2 separate regions of the Mus musculus genome follow, and region 1 is linked to region 2. The links are chromatin contacts, called in public promoter capture Hi-C maps. All regions are on one chromosome and are shown on one strand. The core of a region is the stretch at or near the end of the contact, and the rest is flanking DNA. Distances in the headings are between cores, read along the strand shown.

The links. Capture Hi-C pulls out chosen DNA fragments and counts their contacts.
Region 1: a contact with region 2 is called in a promoter capture Hi-C map of adipose tissue. The contact joins the promoter of Pcolce2 here to the promoter of Trpc1 in region 2. A contact is called at or near these places in 20 of 39 promoter capture datasets (the 3T3-L1 cell line, 3T3-L1-derived adipocytes, the HPC-7 cell line and 12 more), 2 of 484 Hi-C or Micro-C datasets (both in embryonic stem cells) and 3 of 9 other capture datasets (adipose tissue, liver and pancreatic islet).

The regions. Positions count from the first base shown.
Region 1 is chr9:95,635,985-95,641,206 of GRCm38.p6, reverse strand. It overlaps Pcolce2 (procollagen C-endopeptidase enhancer 2), which reads right to left and starts at 3,579. Exons shown (of 9, transcript NM_029620.2): 1 at 3,334-3,579; 2 at 2,447-2,555. The coding sequence starts at 3,413.
Region 2 is chr9:95,748,421-95,754,298 of GRCm38.p6, reverse strand. It overlaps Trpc1 (transient receptor potential cation channel, subfamily C, member 1), which reads left to right and starts at 3,951. Exons shown (of 13, transcript NM_011643.4): 1 at 3,951-4,631. The coding sequence starts at 4,460. Pls1 (plastin 1 (I-isoform)) reads left to right here. Exons shown (of 16, transcript NM_001033210.3): 16 at 1-1,657.

The DNA of each region.
Region 1 (5,222 bases), core at 2,330-4,829, 110 kb after region 2:
ACTTAACTTAATCAAGTCATCAGCTGTGGTGGCCTAGTATCAGCTTCCCCATTGACAGGGCAGGAGTACAACTAAGTAGTCAGGAGCATTTCCATCTGCAATGTCTTTACACGGGTAAAACTAATCCCTAGAATTCTCTGGAACTGTGCATAGGACACAGACACACACACAGACACACAGACACACACACACACACACACACACACACACACACACACAGAGAGAGAGAGAGAGAGAGAGAGAGAGAGAGCCATTAAGCACTTAAAAGGTGGCTATACGATTAGGAAATGAAAGTTGGTTAATTTAAATAATCAGAGAAGACAATGTGCTGAACAGCCCTGTCATACAAGAAGTTGCTATTAAAATTTAATATCCTAGACTAGAGGCTGGAAATGTACTTCAGTTGTACATCAGCTGAGCTCCAGGGAGCATCCAGGTTTTCAGTACCAGATTGAGACTGCTAAGGTATCTGGCTTAGTTGACTTTAAAACACACACACACACACACACACACACACACACACACACACACACACATTATTGGTTTCATTCCTTCTGGGAACCCTGTATAATACAACTGGCTTTGAGAAAGTCTCTCTGGACTGCCTTGGGTAGTCACCCAAGAGGACATCCCTGCCCAGGACAGGAGCCACAAAGGGCAGTGGGCCTCTCAGCTGGAGCCACAGCATCCTAACTGCATGCATGCCTGCCTATGAAACACCAGAAGGTAAGAGATGACATATTTCTTCATCTTTGCCCTCCCAACCTCTTCGAGTCCAGGACTCTCTACTCAGGCTTTTGGTTGGCTTCAGCTCCATTACGATCCTCGGCTTTAACTTCCTGTCCAGACAATGGTCTTTGTTCCTTCTGTCCCAGCCTCCTTGAGTTATTAAGGCAATTAAACACGTTCCCCACCCTACCACTTAACACTCCACACTCACTCCACCACCACACCCCTATGCCTGTTTTTTGGATCTTGTTTTCTTTTTTTTTTTCTTTTTCTTTTTCTTTTTGGCAACTGCATTTCCTCTGAGGCAAAGCTCTCTCTAGTCCAGAAGCCCCTCCCAGTGGACACACCCCTCCCTCGTCTGATGCCACAGCAACGTGACTGCTAAGTCCTCCAATACACAACCAACCATGGTGTTTGACTTGCTAGGCACACGATGACTCTTTTTGACCTTGCAACTGAGTCACAATTAAACCACAATTATAATAAGAAACCAAGTCTCTTTACATTTGTTCCCCAGCCTTATGTCACATTTATTAGCATCAGTGTTTCAAAGCTGTTTCTGGAACGTAGTCTCCCCTAGCTCCATGTGCTATAATGATAGAATGAAATCTATATCCATTCACTAGAATTTTACAAGAGGGCATCAAGGCACACAAAAAAGCAACGTTTTATATTATAGAGGGGTCCTTCTCTCAAATCCGCCTGCCAAACTCAGGTCTTCACTACAGGTAAAGTTGGGCTTATCAAACCAATGTCTCTGACTAATTTGCTTGACCTCAGCTTTCCTACAAAAAGTAGAGGATATAATGGTCAAAGTGATTCTGCAGGTTCGCTGAAATGCTTGCTAATCACCTGGCATGGTTAAGTGTCTGGCACATAGTCCTTCAAATGTGATCTGGGGCTGGGTATGTAGCTCAGTGATAGAGCACTTATCTAGCATGCATGGGGCTCTGGGTTCAGTCCACAGCCACAGAAAACACATACATGCAATGAATCATAACTGACTAAATGAATACTTTTGGTTACCAAATAACTTCCCAGGAACAAGAAAATGAAGATAGCAACAAAATTTACAGCAGCAGTGACCAGAAAGTGTGATTCAGGCGACTTTTATTTCATTAATTATGTCTGTATCTGGTTTCCTGCCTTGACTGCGGCTAATACAGCCCACAGTGAGCACCATGGGAATTTTATTAAGCCCTCATCACTAGCATCCTCCATTCTTAGATGGCCTTTAGTGGTGGTTCCTAAGAAGGGAGAGCAACTGGCAGCAATGGTGGTAACTGTTGTTCTTTTTCTCCGGAGTATGAAGTAGTCAAAACTGCTTTGATCGTTTATTTCCCACAGGGAGTTGTGTGGGCATGAACAGTATCTAACTTTCAATGGTGTTTACACCAGACCTCTAACTAGAAACAGCCTTAATCAGGAATTCAAAATGACTCAATCGAGTCAGGCACGAGTTGTCAGAAACTTTGTCAGAAACTCGTGCTTGAAGGGTTTCTTCCTTCAACCATCATCTTGAGCCCTCTCTAATCGCTATTGCAGGACATCCCCCAGGTCTCTTAATAAACCTCCCAGATAGGTGAAGTAAATCCAGCATTTCACGTTTTCTGGAATCTGCCACTAACCCAAATCCTGACACCAGACGCAAATGGCATCCGTGTGTACTGTTTCCAGTAGCCACGTCCAGAAGAACACCTTTAAAATAAATGCTTACTGTGATTTTCCAAGTACATTTGCTATTCGGAGGGTACATTCCAGGAAAACCTTCACTGCCAATAAATCCAGACTCTCCGGTAAGAATGCCGCCACATGTGAAAACAGGTCTGTGAAAATAAGAGAGAGAACGTTTACATTGATCTGCAGCCTAACAATCTAATGTTAATTCCAAAAAGGCATACGTGCTGATATAAACGAGTGAATGTTGTTTAATAAAATCTTTCACCAGAGAAAAGATCTGAATGCTTGCCATCTCTTAGAATATTTAAATTATAGCCCGATAACGCACTCGCCCAAATTCATCATTAAGACAGACCATATACGTGCAGCTATAGTAAAATATCCCACTCAAAAAGTTATATAAAAATTGAATGAGTTAACGGGAGAGAGTGGGAGAGGTATTGAGAGTCACTCTGGCAGAGCTGCATGGTTTAAAAGACATGGTAAAGATTAAGTTTGTCTCCAGATTTAGAGACAGGCCTTGTTTTTTCCCCTTTCTGGAAAACTTGGGTGTCTCAGCGCGCCCCGGGAAAAGGGGAGGCAGCCGCGGTTGGAGGTGATGCGGGAGTTAGCCATCCTGTAGGTGCCTCTGGCCAGGCACTAGGCTGTTAGTGAGGAGTCACTTAAAGACCGGCTCCCCAGGTTAGTCTTAGATTGGCCAAGCTGGGAGGAAAAGCGCGGGGCGGAGGAGGGCGCATATTCAAGCATATTCAAGCGCTAAAGCGCCGGCGCCCAAACCGCTGGGAGGCAAGGCAAGGGAGGGCGAGCCGCGCCACGTGGTGGCCCGGGAGCCGTAGGGCCAGCGCTCGGGGGGGGGAGCACCGCAGTCCGCGGTGGCGCTGTGCGGGTTCCCGGGCGCGGGGAAGGGAGGGCGGGGGACGTTACCTCTCTGGCGTCTGCGGCCGGGCCATCCGCGCGGTGGCCAGAAGCAGGCAGAGCGGGATGCAGGCGCTCGCGCCCCCCATGGCCGGCAGCTCACTGCAGCATCCCGCCGGGCGCCCGCAGCCAGGTACAGAGTGCGCCGCGGCCGGCAGGAGGGCGGTTTTTGAAGGCGATCCGGGCGGACTCCACGCCTAATTTCCCCAGGGGACGCGCCCTGGCAGCCGCGGGCGGCGGCTGAATGTCCCGTTTGTTCTCCAGCGGGAGGGGCCACAGCCTGTCCCCTGGGCGGCCGCAGGGGGGAAGGGAGCCCCGCCAGCGGTACCCAGGACCAGCCTTGGTTTTCCGGGGTGGGGGGTTGCCCCCAGCTGCTCTCAAGTAAAACTGCTGGGGAACCCGGCTCCTCCTTTGTGTTCTTGGAATAGCAGTCCCAAGGGGCAAGTAAAGAGATCCTTCCATAGTGGACTTCCAGCCCTTAACTCTCGCTTTAAATACACTCGCGCTTGAGCCTGTGTGCACCGGAGTGTAACAATGGCTAGAGAGATGATTTTGTGGGCAGATTTCAACATGCATTTGCAAGCAAGCGATTTGTGAGTGAATTGTTGTTAAATGTCAGATCCTCTCATCTCACCACCCACGTTAGGTTGTGAAAACGGTGTTTCTCTGCAGGCACCTCTGTTTTTTTTGAAGTTTTCCGAACGCCGGAAAAGGAAACGTTATTGATGAGTTAAGATTTATAAACTATATCCCCGAGAACGGTTCTAGCATCGAGGCTTTATTTAACTTCAGAAAAATTTCATACTTTTTTTTTTAACGTCACCAGAGAGTCCTAAAAGACCACCAAGAGCAGAATGTACTCGAGACTCATGGGAGCTACAACTTAACTTGAGGGTTTCATTAACGACGCGCCTTTTGCATTACATTCACCTTTATAAGAAGAAGAAAAAGATAAAAGAAAACAAACAAAGAAACAAAAACAAGGCAAGGCAAGACTTGTCAATACCCTAACTCCAGGGCCCGATAGCGCAGAGAATAAGAGGACTTGCCTGTGGTTCTTTCAGAGGACCCAAGTTCATTTCCAGCACCCCATATCAGTCAACTCCCTGGGACTTATTACCCTCATCTGGCTTTTTTGGGCACACACACAAATATTTTAAAGATTTAATTTCTAATAATGAACTTGTAATCTTAAGAACTTAACACTCCGGCAAGCAAATAACAATGACTACAGGCAATAACCTAAAAGTCGGAAAACCTACCAGTCGGTGGTGGTGCACGCCTTTAATCCCAGTACTTGGAAGGCAAAGGCAGGCAGGTCTTTGAGTTAAAAGCCAGGCTGGTCTACAGAGTGAGTTCCAGGACAGCAAAGGCTACACAGAGAAACCCTGTTTCAGAAACAAGCAAACAAACAAACAAACAAACAAACAAACAAAACAAAACTGGAAAACCCAAGGACCTGTCTAGGAACCAGAGTCCTCTTCAGAGTTTAGATTGCCTTAGCATTTAAAACAAGTTTTAATAGGTGTTTTGCCTACATGTATATATCTATGCACTCTGTGTGTGTGCGTGCGTGTGTGTGTGTGTGTGTGTGTGTGTGTGTGTGTGTGTGTGTGTGTGTGTGTGTTCAGTGTACACAAAGACCAGAAGAGGGTGATAAATCCCCCTGGAACTGGAGTTCCAGACAGTTGTGACCCATCTCGTGGGCGCTGCACCATCTCTCTATGCCCTCCCTAGTCCCAGCATTGGGTTTTCTGTTCTGTTTTGTTTTCATTTTTTAAAGTTGGTGGGGGGCAAGAACCTTACCAGGAATTACAACTTTAAAAAAAAAATCCCTAAATGTACCACACCCTGTACGACAGTTTTGTAAAAGGAATTACAGACTTGGCAGCAGATAT
Region 2 (5,878 bases), core at 2,702-5,201:
AGCGTTTACTGTGATCTGCCACACTGTACGCACCAAACGTCTCAGTTTACAGAATTTTGAAATGTAGTGGGTATAAAATCCGAATATCTGTATGCTCAAAATAGTTCTGTATCCAGCAATGAAGAATATCTTGTCCATACCAGTTAGAATTTGTCAATCTTTTTTTTTTTTTTTTGGATAACACAATTACCTTAACAATCAATACCAATGCAGGAATGTCTTATCAAGCTGCTATTTCATAATTAAATTATTTTATTTCCTAAGAGTCTTAACCAAAATAAGACTAATCATTCTTTTTCATGGCTCAAAAAAGACCTGTATAAAGTTTTGTCAGGTCCTTCTATTAAATGTGTTTGGATTTTTTTTTTTTTTGATGTGTTGTTTAAATTTTGATTAAAAAAAAAATGTACCTAAAGTCATAATCTCACTTAATCCTTTTGGTTTTTCTCCCTTTAGCTGTGTAAAGTGATCTAAAATTTTCTGTAAATTTCTATATGACATAAAAATTTAAAGGGATAAATATAATCCATCAACATTAAACTTTTTTAATACGAGAACTAACTCTTGAATAACCCCCACGTTCACTCTCTTGTTTAAGCTGTAGGAGATTTTTACTTACAGTTTGTTTGTAGCTCCATTGTTACTTCACATGTGCTAGTCTGATAACACAGCTTTGTCTCCAGCATCACATGTGCTAGTCTGATAACACAGCTTTGTCTCCACCATCAAGCATAATACTATATGTTGGTAGGATGTTACACATATGTATTTCTCTAAGTCATCTGAGTTACCCACCTTTTCTAAAATGGTATGTATTAAGTGGTCAGCCAGCCGTTAAGTATTTATTTTGCCCCCACAATGTGTGTGACACTTTTCAATTGTGGATAATCTGATCTGTGGAGATCTGTTTTGCAAATATTAATTCTGAATGTGAATATCGTTATTTTTCACCTAACTGCTTTCAAATACTTTTCAGCCAAACATTGGATAGAATGTCCTAACTGACACCAATCCTATCCTGCTAGAATCACATCACACTTACTACTCTCAGGCTACAGGGAAACCTACATCACTGGACATGCCCACCAAATGGCTTCTGTAGAGATCTGTGTATATAAAAGCTAATGTCCGTCGTAGTTTTTCATGGTCTCCTGGAAACAGTTGAGGTTTGTGTTCCTCTTTTCCCCAGAAGTTTTAGCAGTAGAGAAATTCTGTTGCTCATAGTTGAAGCCAGGAATGAGCTCCCCGGCCCTCCACTTTAGTGCCAGTGAGCAATAGTGCTATGCAAGGAAAGTGCTGTCACCTCTCTCCGTGTGAATGGGTTGTCCGCCTCCTCCTTGTCCACTGATCAGAACATACAGCAGGAGGGAGAGTGTCTGTGTGTTTAGGGTAGACTTTTATAAATGAAGTACTGACAGGTGGGATTCTGAAATATATTCTTCTACATGAAATGTCTTCGCCTTTTATATTTTGGTGATTGTTTTCTTATATGAAGACACAATGCTTCCGCTCCTTTCCTGAGATTATTTAAATCAAACCTCTCTGATTTTTCCCGCTGTCATATTTACTAAAACAATCTGAATTACATGGAATTTAGCACTTTAAGGTGTTCTTTTTCTCACGAAATATATTTAATAAAAATGCTGTGTATGTAGAATTTGTGTTTATTTCATTTAAAGAATAGAGAACCTTCAATACTGATCTGTTAGAAGCTTATTTCCTCACAAAAGACTGCAACTCCTATGTGAAGTAACACAAAAGCTGTTTCTTTAGTGTTTTTTCTTTCATATGAGAAAAAAATTAATTCTAAAATTCTAGTGTTTTTATTATCATTGTATGTATGGATGATACATGTGTATGGGCATGCATGCTTACATGTGGATATCAGAGAACAAATTTGTTGGGTCAGTTTTCTCCTTACACCTTCATGGGAATCGAACTCAGGGCTTCAGGTTTGAACAACCAGCACTCTTATCCACTAAGCCATCTCACCAGCCCTCATATGAAGATTAAAAAAAAAAAAAAGACAAACTGCGTGATTGTTATAAACTTAGTTTGTGATGAAATCATTTGAGTGGATAAAATAATTAGCATTAATTTATTGTCTCCAGTGTCCAAGTACCACAACTAGATTCTTGGACCTCAGCTAAGACAAGTAGAAACAGCCTTTTGACTTACATCCTAGTAGAGACGGCCAGCCAATAAAGCAACAACAAGAAATGAAGCAGGGAAGAAACCGAGAGACCATTGGAGTGGGGGGAGATTTGCTGCAGACTGACTGAGAGCAGAGGGGGAGGTTTTCTGGGTAGCGAGGTCAGGGCTCTCTGAGGAAAAGCAATCGAGTGGGCGCCATGAAAAAGAGACAGATGTGCTCCTCGGGAGTAAAGGGAGGAGAACATGAAAAATATCAGTAGCATCCTACTTGTAGGACTAGATCTAAATCTGAGTTTCTTTCCCCTCTCTGGCTGGAGTTGTGATTCCTCTTTTGGTTTCTGTTTTGTTTGCCTGTGACTTGATGGAGTTGCTTAGAGTAATATGCCACTTTTGAGTTTTTTGAATACCATTGTTCATCATAACTCCAATACTGATCTACATATCACATGTGCTAAGTATGTAGGTATTGTTAGAATGTCCCAATTTATGCCCGCTGAGCAGTTTGTCTGTATCGGAGACAATCCAAAAGCCTGCATTATAATTATCAGCTTGCCTGAAGTAGGCTCTCTAGTGCTTTGGAAGGTCTCTTAAGATTACTACCAAAGAGGGTTGGAATTCCCTCCAGTCTTAGAAAGTAATCCAGTCCCATAGTTCTTTGGATAAAGAATCTGTGTATGGCTGTGAGTCATTTGAGTTAACTTCAAATACTGAAATTTCAGATAGCGCAGGATTAGATTTCTACTACTGGCTAAACATTTTGCTGAGCAACAAAGGAGGTGCATATACAAATGTATGGGCGCTCCTCTCTCCCACTGGCTTCACCTTGAGCCTCTTGGAAATTTCACCAAACTCATAAACTTGGAAGTGTATTAAACATTACACGACAACGGGGAGATCATTTAGAAACAAAAACTGGAGCAACTTGAGATTATCATTTACATCAAATACAGAAAACGTTTGAAAAGATGACTTCGACATCAAAGACTTTTAGAGAATATCTAAAGAGAACATTGATTTTTAAGAATTAGTAAGTTAAATGTTGAAAGAGAAACTAATGGGACAAAGTAGCCTGAATAGGAGAGGCAGTATTCCCCTCAAATTTAAGTACATTTATCCATTGCTTTAAAAATCTAAATCTTAAACGTAGAGTTCAGATTTTCCCCCTAGTGTTGACTGCAGGAAGCAATTAAAAATTATTGAAAAGATGCAGTTTTCAAGTCGCATTTGCTGGACGTCAGACAATTGTTGTCTAAATAGCGAATCTCTTAAAATTAGATAGGATAAATATAACGAATCCACTAAAAGGACTTGTATGGCGAGTAACTCCTAAACTGTGCTTATGCAACGGTTATAGGTCGCCTTTGACTTACATGCGAATACTTTTATAGTGACTTTGGAAATATCAGGAATGTTAGACCATATTAAATCACAAAGATTGTTTTTAAAACGCCTTTAGGAACGAGGGAACTGTAAACACAAACTCCATAATCAGGTTGCTTTGGCCAGGCTTTAGGACAATTCCGTACAGGATTTCAAGTAAACGTTAATCCTTCAGAAGCTCCTTGGCCCTTTTCTGTGCTGCAGTAGCAGCAGCAGCACAAACAGGCAGCGGATAAAATTACCTGAAATCCGCCACCAAGCGGTTCCCATGCCCTCAGGTGCTCAAAGATGCTGCAGACGCGCCCAAGATGCTAGGCGACCGACCAGAGAGGCGCGTCAGCCCTGGAGCCCCGCCCCTACAAGCCCCGCCCCTAGCCCGGCTTCGCCTTAAGCCCCGCCCCGGTGTCGTCGCCTCCGCGGGGCTGAGGATGACGTGAGGAGAAAGCCGCGAACCTCTGCCTCCTGTGGGTGCTGCTGGGCCAGCGGTTCCCACAGCCCCGGAGCCAGACGTGCTGCGAAGCGCACCGCCGAGCTCTCCGGCCGGCGGCCCCCTCACTCCCTCCCAGGCCGGGCCGCTCCCTGTGCGGCCCCTGCGGCTCCTGGCACGGCCCCGCGCTCGGCTGCCGCCCTGGCGCGCTCCACTCTGTCGTCCCCGGACGGGCGCGGACCAGCTCGACCGGGGCGCCGGCGGCTGGGCAGAGGGCGCTGGCCCCGGGGCCGCGCCAGCGCGGCCACCAACCTGGGGCTGTCCGTGGAGGGCGAGTGCTGGTTTCGGGGCGAGGCGACGCCCTTCGGGGCCAACGGGCCGCACGCCGATGTGGCCGTGGGAACGACTCACCCGTTTTCCAGCTCGGGGTCGGGGTCGGGGTCGGCGCCCATGGGGGCCCCGCCTCCGTCTCCTGGCCTGCCCCCGTCGTGGGCCGCGATGATGGCGGCCCTGTACCCGAGCACGGACCTCTCGGGCGTCTCCTCCTCCTCCCTGCCTTCCTCCCCATCCTCCTCGTCGCCCAACGAAGTGATGGCGCTGAAGGATGTGCGAGAGGTGAAGGAGGAGAACACCTTGAATGAGAAGCTTTTCTTGCTGGCGTGCGACAAGGGTGAGAGCTAGGCCCCCTTCTCCACCTCCGGACACCCTAGCACCCACTCCCCGGGTCCGGCCCCTGCCTCAACTTAACTCCTGGCACTCGTGCTTTTCCTTGTGTGCAGCGGCTATTCCCACCTCTGTGCAGCCCGCAGGACTTCTGCCTAATTGAGCTTGAGCAGCAGGCAGGTAGGGCGGGGGCGGTGGACTCGCGCAGGTGGGACGTTTCCATGGCGAGGAGGGAGCCTTGATCCCAAAGTTGCCCCACTTCTGTCACTAATAAACTCTAGTTTGAAGTTACTTCTTCCTTTGGGAGCCAGAGGCTAGTTTTGGACCTAATCCGAAAATTCTACGAATTTCCCTTAAGACTTCTCCGATTTATGGGCTGTCACCTTGTAGGTTTGTTGTTGTTGTTGTTGTTGTTATTTTTAAAAAAGACTTTTACTTCTGTTTAGCATCAGCCAGCAGTGCCTTAGCCTGTTACAGTTGAGTAGTATCCCATTATCTTTAACACAAATAATACGAAAAATCCTGCCCTAGTTGCCGAAACTTTCCCCAAATTTCTGGAACCCCTTTTAAATGTCGGTATTTTTTATTAGGGAGAAAGATTTATTGCTTCAGAGAGTTGGAGGGAGGCAAAGGTAGTAAAAAAAAAAAAAAAGTAAATATAGGCGAAATAATGTGGAATATACTGGTTTTGAATCTAAAAATTGATCACTTTCTGGCCACATTAAAAGACAAGCATGGAACTTGGTTGCTCCCAGATTGCTTTTATCTCTTATCTGAAAAACAAAAAAAGTACTGAAACATTCTCATTCCTCAGTTAAGCAGTTGGATGTTGAAAGGCAGTGTTTATTTGGGAAAACGTTGTTGGAACCATGCAGACTTCTGAAGCCTACTTCCAGAGGCCAGCTCACACTATGGGAAAACTAGTTACAGAAGTTTTTGGATTTGTTCACATATAGAGGTTTAAGTCAACAACATCTCCCTAAACCTTTTAAAGCATTTGAGATAGGTTTTTGTTTTTTTTTACATGATTATGTTTAATCTTAGCCAGGCCAAAAGGCAATCCCTTCTTGACATTTCATCATGGATTTAGAGCCAGGATGGGGAGGGCAGAATTCCCCGTGTCCCCTGGTTCCTCCTAGTTGTCTTCTGTCACCTTCGTGAGAGGCTTGCTGCATTATAAGGAAGGATGCTTTAGGTTTCTGTAGCAGCTTTGTGTGCCTCGGGGCTCAGGATGGTTTCAAAATGTGCAACATT